4 separate regions of the Zea mays genome follow, and regions 1, 3 and 4 are each linked to region 2. The links are chromatin contacts, called in public Hi-C maps. All regions are on one chromosome and are shown on one strand. The core of a region is the stretch at or near the end of the contact, and the rest is flanking DNA. Distances in the headings are between cores, read along the strand shown. Region 1 holds the start of LOC103651302 (ABC transporter B family member 5). Region 2 holds the start of LOC100192490 (Core-2/I-branching beta-16-N-acetylglucosaminyltransferase family protein). Region 3 holds the start of LOC103651301 (two-pore potassium channel 2). Region 4 holds the start of LOC100276465 (Putative clathrin assembly protein).

What was found. A called contact is a pair of places that touch in the nucleus more often than the background predicts.
Region 1: a contact with region 2 is called in a Hi-C map of bundle sheath, with 4 times the contacts expected there. The contact joins the promoter of LOC103651302 here to the promoter of LOC100192490 in region 2. A contact is called at or near these places in 9 of 25 Hi-C or Micro-C datasets (bundle sheath, ear, endosperm and 2 more).
Region 3: a Hi-C map of ear shows a contact between it and region 2, with 3 times the contacts expected there. The contact joins the promoter of LOC103651301 here to the promoter of LOC100192490 in region 2. A contact is called at or near these places in 2 of 25 Hi-C or Micro-C datasets (ear and leaf).
Region 4: a Hi-C map of endosperm shows a contact between it and region 2, with 2.2 times the contacts expected there. The contact joins the promoter of LOC100276465 here to the promoter of LOC100192490 in region 2. A contact is called at or near these places in 5 of 25 Hi-C or Micro-C datasets (ear, endosperm, leaf and 1 more).

The regions. Positions count from the first base shown.
Region 1 is chr3:211,354,085-211,357,331 of Zm-B73-REFERENCE-NAM-5.0, forward strand. LOC103651302 (ABC transporter B family member 5) reads right to left here and starts at 1,517. Exons shown (of 13, transcript XM_020550507.2): 1 at 867-1,517. The coding sequence starts at 1,169.
Region 2 is chr3:211,548,112-211,551,027 of Zm-B73-REFERENCE-NAM-5.0, forward strand. It overlaps LOC100192490 (Core-2/I-branching beta-16-N-acetylglucosaminyltransferase family protein), which reads right to left and starts at 1,327. Exons shown (of 10, transcript NM_001308345.1): 1 at 941-1,327; 2 at 737-853; 3 at 527-627; 4 at 82-153. The coding sequence starts at 1,192.
Region 3 is chr3:211,320,443-211,323,353 of Zm-B73-REFERENCE-NAM-5.0, forward strand. LOC103651301 (two-pore potassium channel 2) reads left to right here and starts at 1,427. Exons shown (of 2, transcript XM_008676920.2): 1 at 1,427-2,879. The coding sequence starts at 1,801. LOC100274395 reads right to left here. Exons shown (of 5, transcript NM_001148755.1): 5 at 829-1,420.
Region 4 is chr3:211,712,377-211,715,750 of Zm-B73-REFERENCE-NAM-5.0, forward strand. LOC100276465 (Putative clathrin assembly protein) reads right to left here and starts at 1,291. Exons shown (of 15, transcript NM_001360693.1): 1 at 990-1,291; 2 at 745-814; 3 at 490-587. The coding sequence starts at 1,079.

The sequences.
Region 1 (3,247 bases), core at 267-2,766, 190 kb before region 2:
TATAGTCTACTTAAATTATATAATTCAGCTTAAATAATCTAGATAAGAAATAAATATAGAAAATTATTAGATTGGATTATATAATCTAGACATTGGATTATCATAATTCTATAATCTGCTCAAAAGATACTTATTTAAGATTATTTTTGATAAAAGACTTACTACTTATAACAACTTTAGAAAAAAATTACTTAGCGTTACCTTTTCTTACACTAAAAAAATGTCACGAGAGTGAAAAAACGGTATGAAACATAGATATGAACCGATAAATATTATTATGATATACAAAATTTATATGACAAAATATTACTGTAACACTAATATTAATTTTTGGTGGTTGACGCACCTCCAAGTTTCGGAGTTCTTCAAGCGCGAGTGCCCGCAAGCCTTCACCTACACGCACGACAGCCCCTCGCTCACCCACGAAGCAATAGCGAGAGCAAGCGATGAGGAGCCGGCTGTGGCTCGCGCGGAGGGGGAGATGACTAAGGGGGATCTGGGGCGACGCACGCGGGCGGGTAGGGGCCATAGGATGGACGGTCCGGGTAGCAGCCGTAAGACGGACTGTCCAGATTAACAAAAGACAGAACAAGGGAAGACAGACTACCCCTTACAGTCTTAATATAGTAGTATAGATTTAATCTATAAGCCCGAAACAAACAGCATCAATCCGAAACGCCGCCGTGAGCCGTCGCGGGTAGGTCGTCGGTAACCACCGCGGCCGCGCCGCTAGTCACTAGCTGGTCCGCCGCGCGCGTGCATGGAACAGACGTATGTACGTATAGTACTAGTGTGTGTGTGGCCATGTGGGCAGTGGGCACACTATACGCACTTACGCAGGAGCAAGCACAAACTGATTAACGTACCTTGCTGACCCGGTGGAGGATGGTGGCGTCGTCTCCGGCGCCGAAGCACTCGATGACGGCCGCGAAGACGACGGTCATGAGCGGCTCCGTCATGCCGTTGGCCACCGCGGCCACCGTGCCGACCGCCATAAGCGCGGCGTCCGTGCGGTCGGCATACTTGAGCATGTCAAGGAACGGCACCAGCTGCTTGTGCTCCGAATAGTTGGTCGTGGCCCCGGCTGCGTGGTCGCTGCTGCGGCGTCCCTCGTTCGTCGTCGTCGTCTCGGCATCGTCCTCGCTACCGTGTCTCGCTCCCCCAGCCATGAATCCCTTCTCTCTCTATGGCTGGATCCTAGCTGTTTGTTTGCACTACTGGTGCTTGCTTGCTCTCTCGCCTGTGGCAGCTCTTTGTACCTATACTCTCTATATATATGGCAGGCCTTTTGTTGTCAAATATCGAAGCCGGCTCATATGAGGTCCTTTGGTTCACTCGTTTGGTCGACCATACACACCTTAGCTTGTGCGGTGGTCATGTCGAGTCCTACTCTGATGATTCCGATGTTTATCCAGCATGGGCAACACGCGCGGTCGCGATTGATGGTTGGTCTAGCCGTCTAGGCCGGCAAGGGCTCGGATATGGGTGTGCAAGCTCGATCTGCTCGCTCCATCGCCATCGCCATCGCAACGCAAGAGCTAATATAAGCCTGGCTAGCGCCCACAAGGTCACACGAGATCGAGTTCAATTCCTAGGAAGCTAAGGTTGGTAGGTAAGGTAAAGTATGCATTCGTCATCGATTCATCGACTCCGTGGATCCGGCGGTTGGTGGTGGTAACATGCATATGTATCTGTCGTCGGCGAGGATCCGGCGGAGAGCCACGACGTATGGATGCGGTTGAATTCTCCCGTCCGCCATTATTTCACTTGTAGCGCGTCATGCTTATACCGATTTGCATCATCATTTTTGTGCAAGATGACACCGATTGCCATTGTTAGCCTCCATGATTTCGTGCTACTACTATACAGGCTGGGTGGTAGTGCCTGATGATGCCGTAGTGCTAGCTACTACATTGCCGACAACAGCATCGTCGGAGATAAGTTAAGAGATATTGCATTGGATAAAAGTTGTAACCAATAGATGTTTTGGTTCTAAGATAGACTAGAATCTAGTTTAAATTTGTACTGTATTTATCTAAAACAATCGGCTTCTATATCAGTCTGATTGGATGGCTAGCTGCGCGTCCAGGTTGACGTCGTCCTGATCAGCCAGATACGATAATTTTGAGCGTATAAGCGGATGCAGGTTAATAGCATCAAAATGACTTATTTTGCCCACTCATGCAGGTTGTGACTCTACATACAAGCAACCAAACATAATCCCAAGTAAAATCAACGCATGTGGTGATCTAAGATGAGATGGTGTGGACAACCAAACATACAATATGTGTACGCCAACGCACGCGAGCGGTTGTTCCTCGCTCATTCAACAAATAAATACACAACATAAGTAGATCAAAGTTTGGGCTACCAGTGATTTTTCTAAGGGTGCGTTTGGTTGGAGAGTTAACTAGAATGGACCGGCTCTGTTCCAGTTTTTTTACAAAGGATCCGTTCTTTTCTGCGTTTGGCAAGCAGAACAGAGCCGCTCCATTTTTTTGTTTGGTTGAACAGTATAATAGAGTGGAGTCGCTCAATTTTTTGTTTGGTTGGAGAGTCATATGAGTTGAACATGAGCGCTCGCATCCAGTCGTTTTGGTGGAGCAGGAACATTCCAACTATTTATGGTAAATTTTTATATGTAGATCCTATGAGCCATTCTGTTCTTCTATTGTTGGAAACCAAACATCTAGAAAATGAGAATTGAGCCGCTCCATTCTTTTCTACTCCTCAACCAAACACACTCTAAGTGTCTCGGTACTTTTATATGGTAATCAGAGCCATGGTGAGTTCACCGTCAGACTTCATCTACCTCCATGAATTCTCTCCTCAGCCTACCCGTCTCTAAGAAGCTATCGAAGTCTAACCATATGTTATGGCATACATATGTAATATGTTAAAGTTGATATCCGCAACACAAAGATGTTTGGCTTCCTAACCGGTGACACCAAGGAACCATCAGCCAAACTCTCTCATATGGGCAATGACATAAAAGAGATCAAGGTGGGCAATCCAAACTTCCAAAGTATGAAGATTGAGAACAAAGCCAGAGATCAACAGATCGTGAATTATGTGAAAGTCGCCTAGAGGGGGTGAATAAGAGAAACATGAAATTTATAAACTTGAACTCAAAACTTCACCCGAGGTTAGCATTAAAACATGTATAAATGAAATCGGAATGTGGAAGAGTAGTTCTTCTTGCTAAGAGTTGCTCAATCAATTGCGGATAGCTTTGGGAGCCAACTCA
Region 2 (2,916 bases), core at 77-2,576:
AGAACAAATAACTGAAATATTGAAGATTGTGGAGAAGATCAAAATGAACAAACGAGAAATTACATGGTTTTTCCACATTACCTGTCTACAAAACTTTTAGGTGAAGCCATCAGGTAAGTATATATGGAGCTGAAATTGTAGAGTGGGACACAGCTGCATAAGAAAAAAAGGAAAATATATCAAAATGTTAAATTATAATATAGAAATTGCAAGCTTTAAATAACAAGTGAGGATGCCAACATATGAAAGCAAAACACAAACATGCCATGAAGGCACTAGAGAACATTTATATCAGAAAAGCATAACGAAAGCAGTAAGCAGTACCAGCAGAACAGGAGGACGTCCAATTGCATATGACTAGGTCAATTACCATTACCAAACATCTTTTAAAGCTTACTGTTAAATCCATCAAGATTCAGACAATGTACCGTGCATTTCAATGTGGACCACTTCACGGAATTTGAACTGTACGTACAAACAAGATCAATTAACACATGCCGGGAACATCAGAAAGTAGCACACCTACCTATCAGAGAGCAAAACAAAGCGCTGGTTCGCGGGATCCTGAAGCGCGGCGGCAAACAACATCCTCTCTGCCTCCACCATGGTGGCCTCGCCCCACACCACCTGCAGGTCGCAGCTCGCAACCATATTCCCCCAAGTCAAGATCGTACTAAGAGGCCCCACGTCACAGGAAAGGTACAGTAGAAAAATACAGATGGTCCGAACTCCGAACCTTGACGCTCCTCGCAAGTTGCCGCCCATAGAAGTATGGGGATCCCGTGGTGGTGCGGTCGAGCTGGAACCCCGGCGCGGAGTGCACGTACACCGAGAACTTCCCCTCCTCGCCGTTCTGCAGAAAACATAGTCGAATAGATAGCCAGAGGCGAGGAGTGGATGAACGGATCGATCACGGGGACTGGGGGAGCTTGATGCTTACGCGGAAGAAGGCGTCCCAGAGGAAGTCGAGCGGCACCCCCGCGCGGACGAGGAAAAGGAAGGCGACCTTACCGGGCCCCGCGGAGGGCGGCTGCGCAGCGGGCGGAACGCCCAGGAGCGGCTGGGCGTGGAACAGCGCCACGAAGAGGAGCAGGAAGGAGAGCGGCGCGGCGAGGCGGATGCAGAGGCGGGCCCGCGCGCGGCGGCCGACCGGCGGGAGCGCCAGCGCGGACGCCGAACGCTTCACCGGCATCGTCGCGCGCGTACGGCGGTGGCCCACCACTGGCAGGCCTCCGTGGCATCCAAAACTGAAAGGCGAGGGGCGCGAGGGGGCGGGAGCGAGGAGGAAGAACGGAAGAGGACTGAGGACCAGCCCACGCCGCGGCCGAGCCCGCCGCGTCTGGGTTAAAGAGGAGATGGCGGCCGAGGCGGGGGTTTGCGTGGCGTTTCGGGTCGGGCGCTTGCGACTGGCGCGGCCGCGGCGCGTGGGAGAGACGGTGACGGGTTGAGTTGTGTGCGCGCGAGTGGAGGCGGACGCCGGACGGGAGCCGCCGAGCGCCGAGCCGGGAACGGACCAACGGGGAGATCGAGAGACGAATGTGCCGTGCCCGCCCGCCCGTGGTTGTTGCGGTGGTGCGTGTTGGGCAGTTGGACTAAAGTTTTCGGTGCGGTCTTTCCGGTTCGGCCCTGTGCCCCTGTGTGTGTGACGCGCACGGCGTCCCTGTCGGGCGCTGGTGTCCCGTGTCCGTATGACGCCGCTGCGGCCTGCGGGTGGGGACTGAGAAATACACACACATACGCGGCGATGTATGGGATGATCTGGTTACGCCGTTACGGTGGGATTTCGCTTGTCTTTTTTTTTATGGATTGATTGATCAAGACGTTCGAGGAATCATGGCTCGTCCTCGTCGACCGACGCGCTTCGGCATTTCCGAGGGCTTTTTGGCATGGTCATATATGCCTTGCCGCGACTTGCTTCTCTTGATTCCACCGTGACTTGCGACGCGAAGAAATCAAGAAACGAGTACTCTGTCAACTCGTAAACATCATTTGGAGAGGACCTTCGTGGCAACACAGAGTTTTTTTACCTTACAAATGTACTATGCAGCAAGAATCTACTACGGTAAAAAACCACGGGCATGTGCAAAGGACGGGTCTCATCGTTTTGTCGGTATAGCAAGTGGAATTTGTAATGTTTTCTGTGCACTGCCGTTCTCGTATTTTTAACTTTGATAAATATACACAAAATATATTAATATCTATATACGTAATTAGTATATAGATCTTTGAATCAATTTATATAATAAACTTATTTAGATATGCAAATATTGTTAATTTTTTATATAAATCAAATTAAAAATTTTAAAAAAAAATTGCCCAACATGAATATTATATCAACAACAATTATTTTGAACGCAGGTATAAAAAAAAACAAAAGTACCGACCTTTGTCACCGAATCTTTCAACTAAGAATTTTTCGATGGTTAATCAATCAAGGACCAAGTGGATTCCTCTAGAAATTTTCTGTCATTTTGCTCTCTCCTGATATCTCTGTTTTTTTAGTGCTCTATGAAGAGTGCAGCCATTGAAGATGTTGCTTTTCCATGCATTAATGTTCGCTGAAGGCCATAACTGTATATTTATGAAAGGTCATAAGTTTGATTATCATTAGAGCATATATATACACCACGGATCAGTTTACCACGGCAATATGTATACAGAAACACGTAGAGATGGCCTCTTCTCTTGTTTTTTATTCAATTAACCTTCTAGAGATCTCATATTAAATAGAGTTGTATATACAACTCTTTAATATCACTGCAATTAAGATAGTATACTTGTTTTAAAAAATAGACTATTTTTAATAATTATGAACAAAACACTTGTGCTATTATATCAGACAACACCAAATGCAACACAGTATATTCTAACTAAATCTCAGTTTCGTGGATCTAGAACTATTGTGTGGTCAAACAG
Region 3 (2,911 bases), core at 177-2,676, 230 kb before region 2:
TCCCTGCAGATCCTAACGAGGCGTGTGGGCGCTTGAGCCACCAACTTTCCTGCCGAGGTTTTACGGGCCGGCGGCGGGCGTGCCGCGTGCGGCAGCCAAGCCAGCAGGCAGCAGCGGCCAGCGGTCGGGCCTGGCGCTGGCGGCCTGGGCGGTCGCGCCTGGCGGCCTGGGCGCCGGTGGAAGACCTCGCTGTGAGGACGCGGGTGAGCCAGGGAGGAACGACGGGGGAGGGAGAGAGTACGCTTTACTGGACGTCTGGAAGTTTCTAGGCGCATGTAGCGACGGAAGCACACTGAGAAGTAGACCTGTCCGTCGATGCACTATCGTGTGGATGTGATTTTTTTGGCTGACGTGGATGAACGATGGCGCTGGTTTTGAACCGGCTTTGTATATAAGGAAATCTCTTTAAACCAACCAGGAGTTGCTGGTTTCTTTAGCGGCTCACAGAATGCATAAACAGACATGACATATGAACCGAATGGTAATTTCGGTGTGCACATTGTAATCCCTGTTTGAAGATTGACAATACTGATGTGCTTCCCTTATCATATGTTTAAGCTGTCTCCAGCAGCTTACCTATTCTATCTCTTATTTCAAACTTAATTCTGTGAACAGTGCAATTCTGTGAACAGTGCAGTCGATAATCTGTTGGAGACAGACTTAGCAGCTTACCTATTCTATCTCCTATTTCAAACTTAATTCTGTGAACACTGCAATTCTGTAAACAGTGCAGTCCATAATCTGTTGGAGACAGACTTAGACGAGCAAAACAGTGCAGTCCATATACAGGATCTGCTGTAGACAGTCTTAGGCGACATCAAATCCAGTGAAAGGGAGCTGCTGTCTGCTGTGCTGATAGACGTTCTATTTCTAGTAACATAATACATGCGGTATGCAAGGTTCAGGAAACAAAATAGAACCAGAAAAAAATTATCAAGGAGCATATAATAACAAATTAACAATCTCGCATTCTCATTTAGTACATGGATTCTTCTTGTTGTATAGTAGGTACAGAGACCCATCTTGGAGTTTTTCATCATCTGCACACTCATGTCAGAAAGCTTGAAGCATTGGATGGCATTGAAAATTATGAAGTGCTCGTGAAATATCTAGGCTGCAGGCCTGCAGCCTTCTCTATGCAAATGCACGCAGAGGGATGACCTGGATATGGTCGGCAACCAAGCTCATCCGGTCAAGATTTTTCGGCTTCAGAAGCTTTCAGTAAGTGCGACCTGTACTGTATATCCATAGCCGACAATGCGATCTCAGCACAGCAACAAATCGAAATGCTTCCATCCAGAGAAGAAGGTTACCCCGCATTCCCTCTAGTTGTTAGGCGGAGTAGTCCTGCGGAATATGGCACTGGGACCAACTTGCAAGATCCAACTACTGGTAAGCCATTGTCAACTTGGGTACCTACCTGCATCGAAGTGTAATTCAGGAACACATAGTTATGCACAGGCAGTGAACAAATAGGGTGATTCAGTCGACAGTCTCTGGTGCACGCCATATCCCACCACAAACACAGGGATTGCGAAGATAAAACTAGGGTTCTGTTTCAGACATCAGCAGAAAGAATATGTCAACCGTTCTCTCTCTTTCATCAGTTGCCTACTGCATCAGCTACCATGCAAGATACTAGAAACTACGTGATATAAATGTCGCAATAAATAAGAAAGATATGTTTCAAGATATGATGTAACCCAGCCCATTCATCCCAGAAATGCCAGGGAAGTGTACATCCCTGCTTGAACGCTTCCATCCTCAAGGTCTCGGCAGAACCACCATGGATATAAAGCGATGATCCAGCCTGAGAACTACAAGCTGCAACTAAGCGATCCAAGCTCCAATATGCCTTCCATGGACGAGCCTCTGTTACCTTTGGTCCAGCGTGACCAAAAGTACATTTCCAAGAAAGACAGAAGAAGCTCCTGTGATGTTCCAAGCAGGTGTGCAACTTCCTTTTCCCCAAGCAGCTATCTCAAAGCTAACTTCAGTACTCTCAATCATCTGCCGCCCACTGATGAAACTACCAGTACGGTACCCTCACCAAATATGCAGCGGGTGCACTCTTCACCTTCTATATTCACATCAAGCAAAGAAGCACACTGTGTGGATGAGCTTGGTGGCCAAAGCCATGCTGCTGCTGCTGCACAATATACGCCATCAATTGCAAGGCGGGCTATTGTCAGCGTCATCTTATACATCTCAATAGGGGTGCTTGTATACATGACAAATGTTGAAGGCTTCAAGGGGAAATCCACATTCAAGCTAGTGGATGCCCTTTACTTCACCATCATTAGTTTGTGCACAATAGGGTACGGTGACATAGTCCCCTGTACTACCTTCACAAAGGTGTTCACATGCTTGTTCCTACTAGTTGGTGTTCGTTTCATCGACCTAATGCTAAATGGGCTGTTGACAAATGTACTGGACAAGCAGAGAACAGTTCTACTTAGCACAATGGACGATAACAAGCTTAACAAGGTGTTTGACACCTACATGATTGATGCTAGGAAGAAAAGGTCAAGAGGGAGGATGAAAGTAATACTTGCATTATCGGTTGTAGCAGGCACTATCTCAATTTGCACAATCATAGTACATGAAGTTGAGGGTCTAAACTGGATCGATAGTTTCTATTTATCAGTCATTTCTGTTACAACGGTTGGATATGGAGACAAAAGCTTCTCAACAACAGCAGGAAGACTCACTGCCACTGTGTGCCTGTTGGTAAGCACTTTAGCAGTTGCAAAGGCCTTCTTGTTCCTAACAGACTTAAGGATGGACAAAAGGAACCGGCGGACTACAAAATGGATCCTCAAGAAGAAAATGGACAACGAGCCACTTGTTGGAGACCTAGAAAACCATCCTGCTGTAAGGTATGGTACAGTTTTCCATGAAAGATTATTTC
Region 4 (3,374 bases), core at 41-2,540, 160 kb after region 2:
TTTCAACTTGGATGTATAATGTCTTGATTGCAGCAGTAAATAACAAAATTCTTAGTTGTGTCTCTATTTGTTTTGTTGTTCCCACATCCAAATTAACTTGTACATATACACTCAAGCCACCAAAAGCACAGAGAATAAAGGTCTAATTTGTATTGCAATTCCAGACTCACAACATAACATTCTATCATATAACTGAACATATGAGCTCGAGCTCTCCAGTGTGCAATGACCAAGGTTCAGGTGCCCAAATCAATAGCACTGCATCCTCACTAACCGTGCATGAAACTTGGGCATTTGACGATTGAGCATTTAGTCTGCATTCATTTCCACAACGTGATCACATTTTTAATAAACGAAATTGCATTTGAGATTCATCGATCACCCATACCATTACAGGATCGGCACCAACTTAGCAGCTGAAGCAACCATCAGAGCATCGGATACGCTGAACGAAACAAATAATCTGAACCGAAGTGCAACAGTGCTTACGATCCAGTTCCTGGTTTTGGCGAGTCGTCGGGCAAGCGCATGGATGCAGTAAGTGACGTCCGCCTGTGGCCTCGCGATGGACGTCGCCGCCACAATCTCTACAACACCGGCACCGACAAACCCATCAGACAGCAAACTCAAACCGAGAAAATGCTGGAGAAACCACAGCACAGCCCTCGACGACCCGGCTAGTTCCTAAGATCAAACTAAGCAAAAAAAAAGTGGGAAGGGAGGACATGGGAGGAATCCACGCACTGCGCAGGTGGCGCTCCTTGGGCGGGCTCTCCACGTGGTTGGTGGCCCTCACGATCGCGACATCCAGATCCTGAGAAAACAAAAAAAAAACACGCCAAAGAGAACCAATAAACCCAGTGCGGCGCAGCAGCGCGGCCATAGATCCGTCGGCGAGCACACGACCGCCTGCTCACGAACTGGACCGCTTTGGCGCCCGCAAAATCGGGGGAAAGCACGGGCGGGTGAGTGAGGATTCGACGGCGGACCTTGAAGTCGGAGTTGAGATTGGCGAGGCTGACGGTGGTGGTGTCCTTAAGCGCGCCGTACGCCTTGCGCCAACTCTGCAGCGCCGCCATTGCTGCCTCCGCCGCCGCGCCGTGCTTGTCCCCGGTGTCGGCCCTCGCCTCGCACTCCTCGTGGCTTTGCGCTTCTCCCCCCTGCGGGTTTGGTGTTGTGAAATTTCGGGCGCGAGCGCGCGGTACAGAGAACTGCCAACCTTCCCGTCCCCCAACAAATAGGGGGACCCTCCTGCACGCACGGAAGCGCGTTCCTCACCTTCCACGCCAATGGAGGTTCTGATGATTGATCGCGCAACCCTTGTTTATTAGTATACCTCAGTTCCAAATTCCTACACTTCGAAAAATCCACAATTTCCAAATTTAATGAAATATATAAAAAATAGTATCGATGATCCCAAATAAGCACTATAAATAAATCACATAATATATTTTACTGAACCTATTTTAAACTACAAATATTAATATTAGTTTATAAAAAATGTAGTTTAATTTCTTAAAATACAAGACGTGCGTTTATTTTAAAAGAGACGGGAGTACTCTCTACTTTTGCAATATAATAACTCCGGTCCGAGCCCAAGTGCCCAACGCTGTAGATTAGTGCAATGTCGGTGCCTACTGCCCGTCTGGGAGCGGCTGGATCTCAGACTAGTAGAGTGCTGGATCTCAATGCAGAATTCATTCATCTCAGATGGGGCTGGCGGCGTAGCTGAACTGTTTTCCTGGTTGTCTTGGTTAGGGCAAATTGATACGTGCCACCAAAGGTAACAACATTACTAATAAGTGTGAGTGTGTGTGACTGTACTTAATTAAATAAGCCTGTTCTGACATGAGTACGACTTCTTTCCAATCATAAGGACCAGGTTTTGGCAATGGCAAGTATGAAGCGAAGGCCAAGCCAAAGTTACCAGTTGGCTCGTTGGGGGCTTAGCCTGGCAAAAGGTAGCAGCTCAACTATTTCTCATGACTGTAAGGATATGTACTTTTTCCTAGACATACTTAAATTTCTACTTTTGTTTTTTTATCTTTCTCAAATACGCAATAGATTTGTGCAAGTCGAAGAGTTTAACATACGGACGACGCACTGCCGACGACCACCCTAAGAGGCTTATAGTCTTACGTTCGTTTCGTACGTTAGACCGTTCTAACCTACATATTCAAGTTTCGGTGTTACACAAATGATAGACGTGTGAGCATTGAAAAGCAATTGTATCTCCGCTACTACCAGCGCTATCTTGTTCCGACGGCTGGAAAAGGCGCTTCCAATGCTTCGACACTGGAAGCATTCAGACCAACGTCGAAGAGCTTCTCTTTAGCGACACGCTTGTCATGATAGAGCTGTGAGTCTGTGACCAAACGTATACACTGCGATACTGCAGGATCAGAGCGTGTTTGTTTCAGTTTTATATTATATAAGTTAGATTATATTAAAAAGTAAGAGAGTATAATATCACTTTGATACTATAAATAAACTGAAATAAGCTAGATTATTTTAACTTATTTATGATTTTAAATGGTATTTTATCTCGTACTTTTTCGCCATGATCCAATTTATATAATCTAGTATGGGTATGGAAACAAACAGAGTCTAAGTTTACTCGCTCTGCAGTGGAAGCATCGGCTTACCAGGTGACGGAATCGTTGTCAATATCCATCCATTATTTGGCAGCATGTTTGAACTTCTTTGCATGGCTACCACCCCGGCTGAGCATGCAGTAAGTAAGCATGACGATTCTGAACACTGATTGGTCTGTTCGTAGTATCATTCTGAACACTGATTGGTCTGTTCGTAGTATCAGTATATCCCCTATGTTGAACTTACTACGTACGGAATTAGGCAGGCATGGTGTGGTCTGGTTGCAATTGTCAGGGCTCTTGAGACAGCTCGTCATGATGTCCTGAATGGTCCGTTGGTCCTGCATCTAGCTTGTTGGAGAAGGATTTCTTCAGGAAGGAAGAAGAGAAAGGCTCGGCGGGAAGCCGGGAAGCGAGAGGCGCTGGTATTTGACAAGCACGTCTCGCCTGTCTCTCGAACGTCGGTCTCTGGAACTTCGTTGTGCGAATTCTTTTCAGTTGATTCTTCGCCAGATTTCCCTTTCGGTAGCTGAGGGTAGCTGGCGCGTCCCGGAGCCGCCAGCTGGGCGCCACCGTACTTGGATGTGAGAAGCAAACAGACGGTGGCGCCGGGCGTGGTTGGCGGAAGGCAGGAATCGCCCGCCCACCGAATGTTTCGGTGGCTCAGCCGCTCAGGCCATATTCACGAACAGGCAGCGCGGCACATGTCTCCGGCGGTAGCCGTGGAACCCACGGCGACGAAGTCACCAACACCATGGAGGAGCGCAGCTAGAAGTGAAT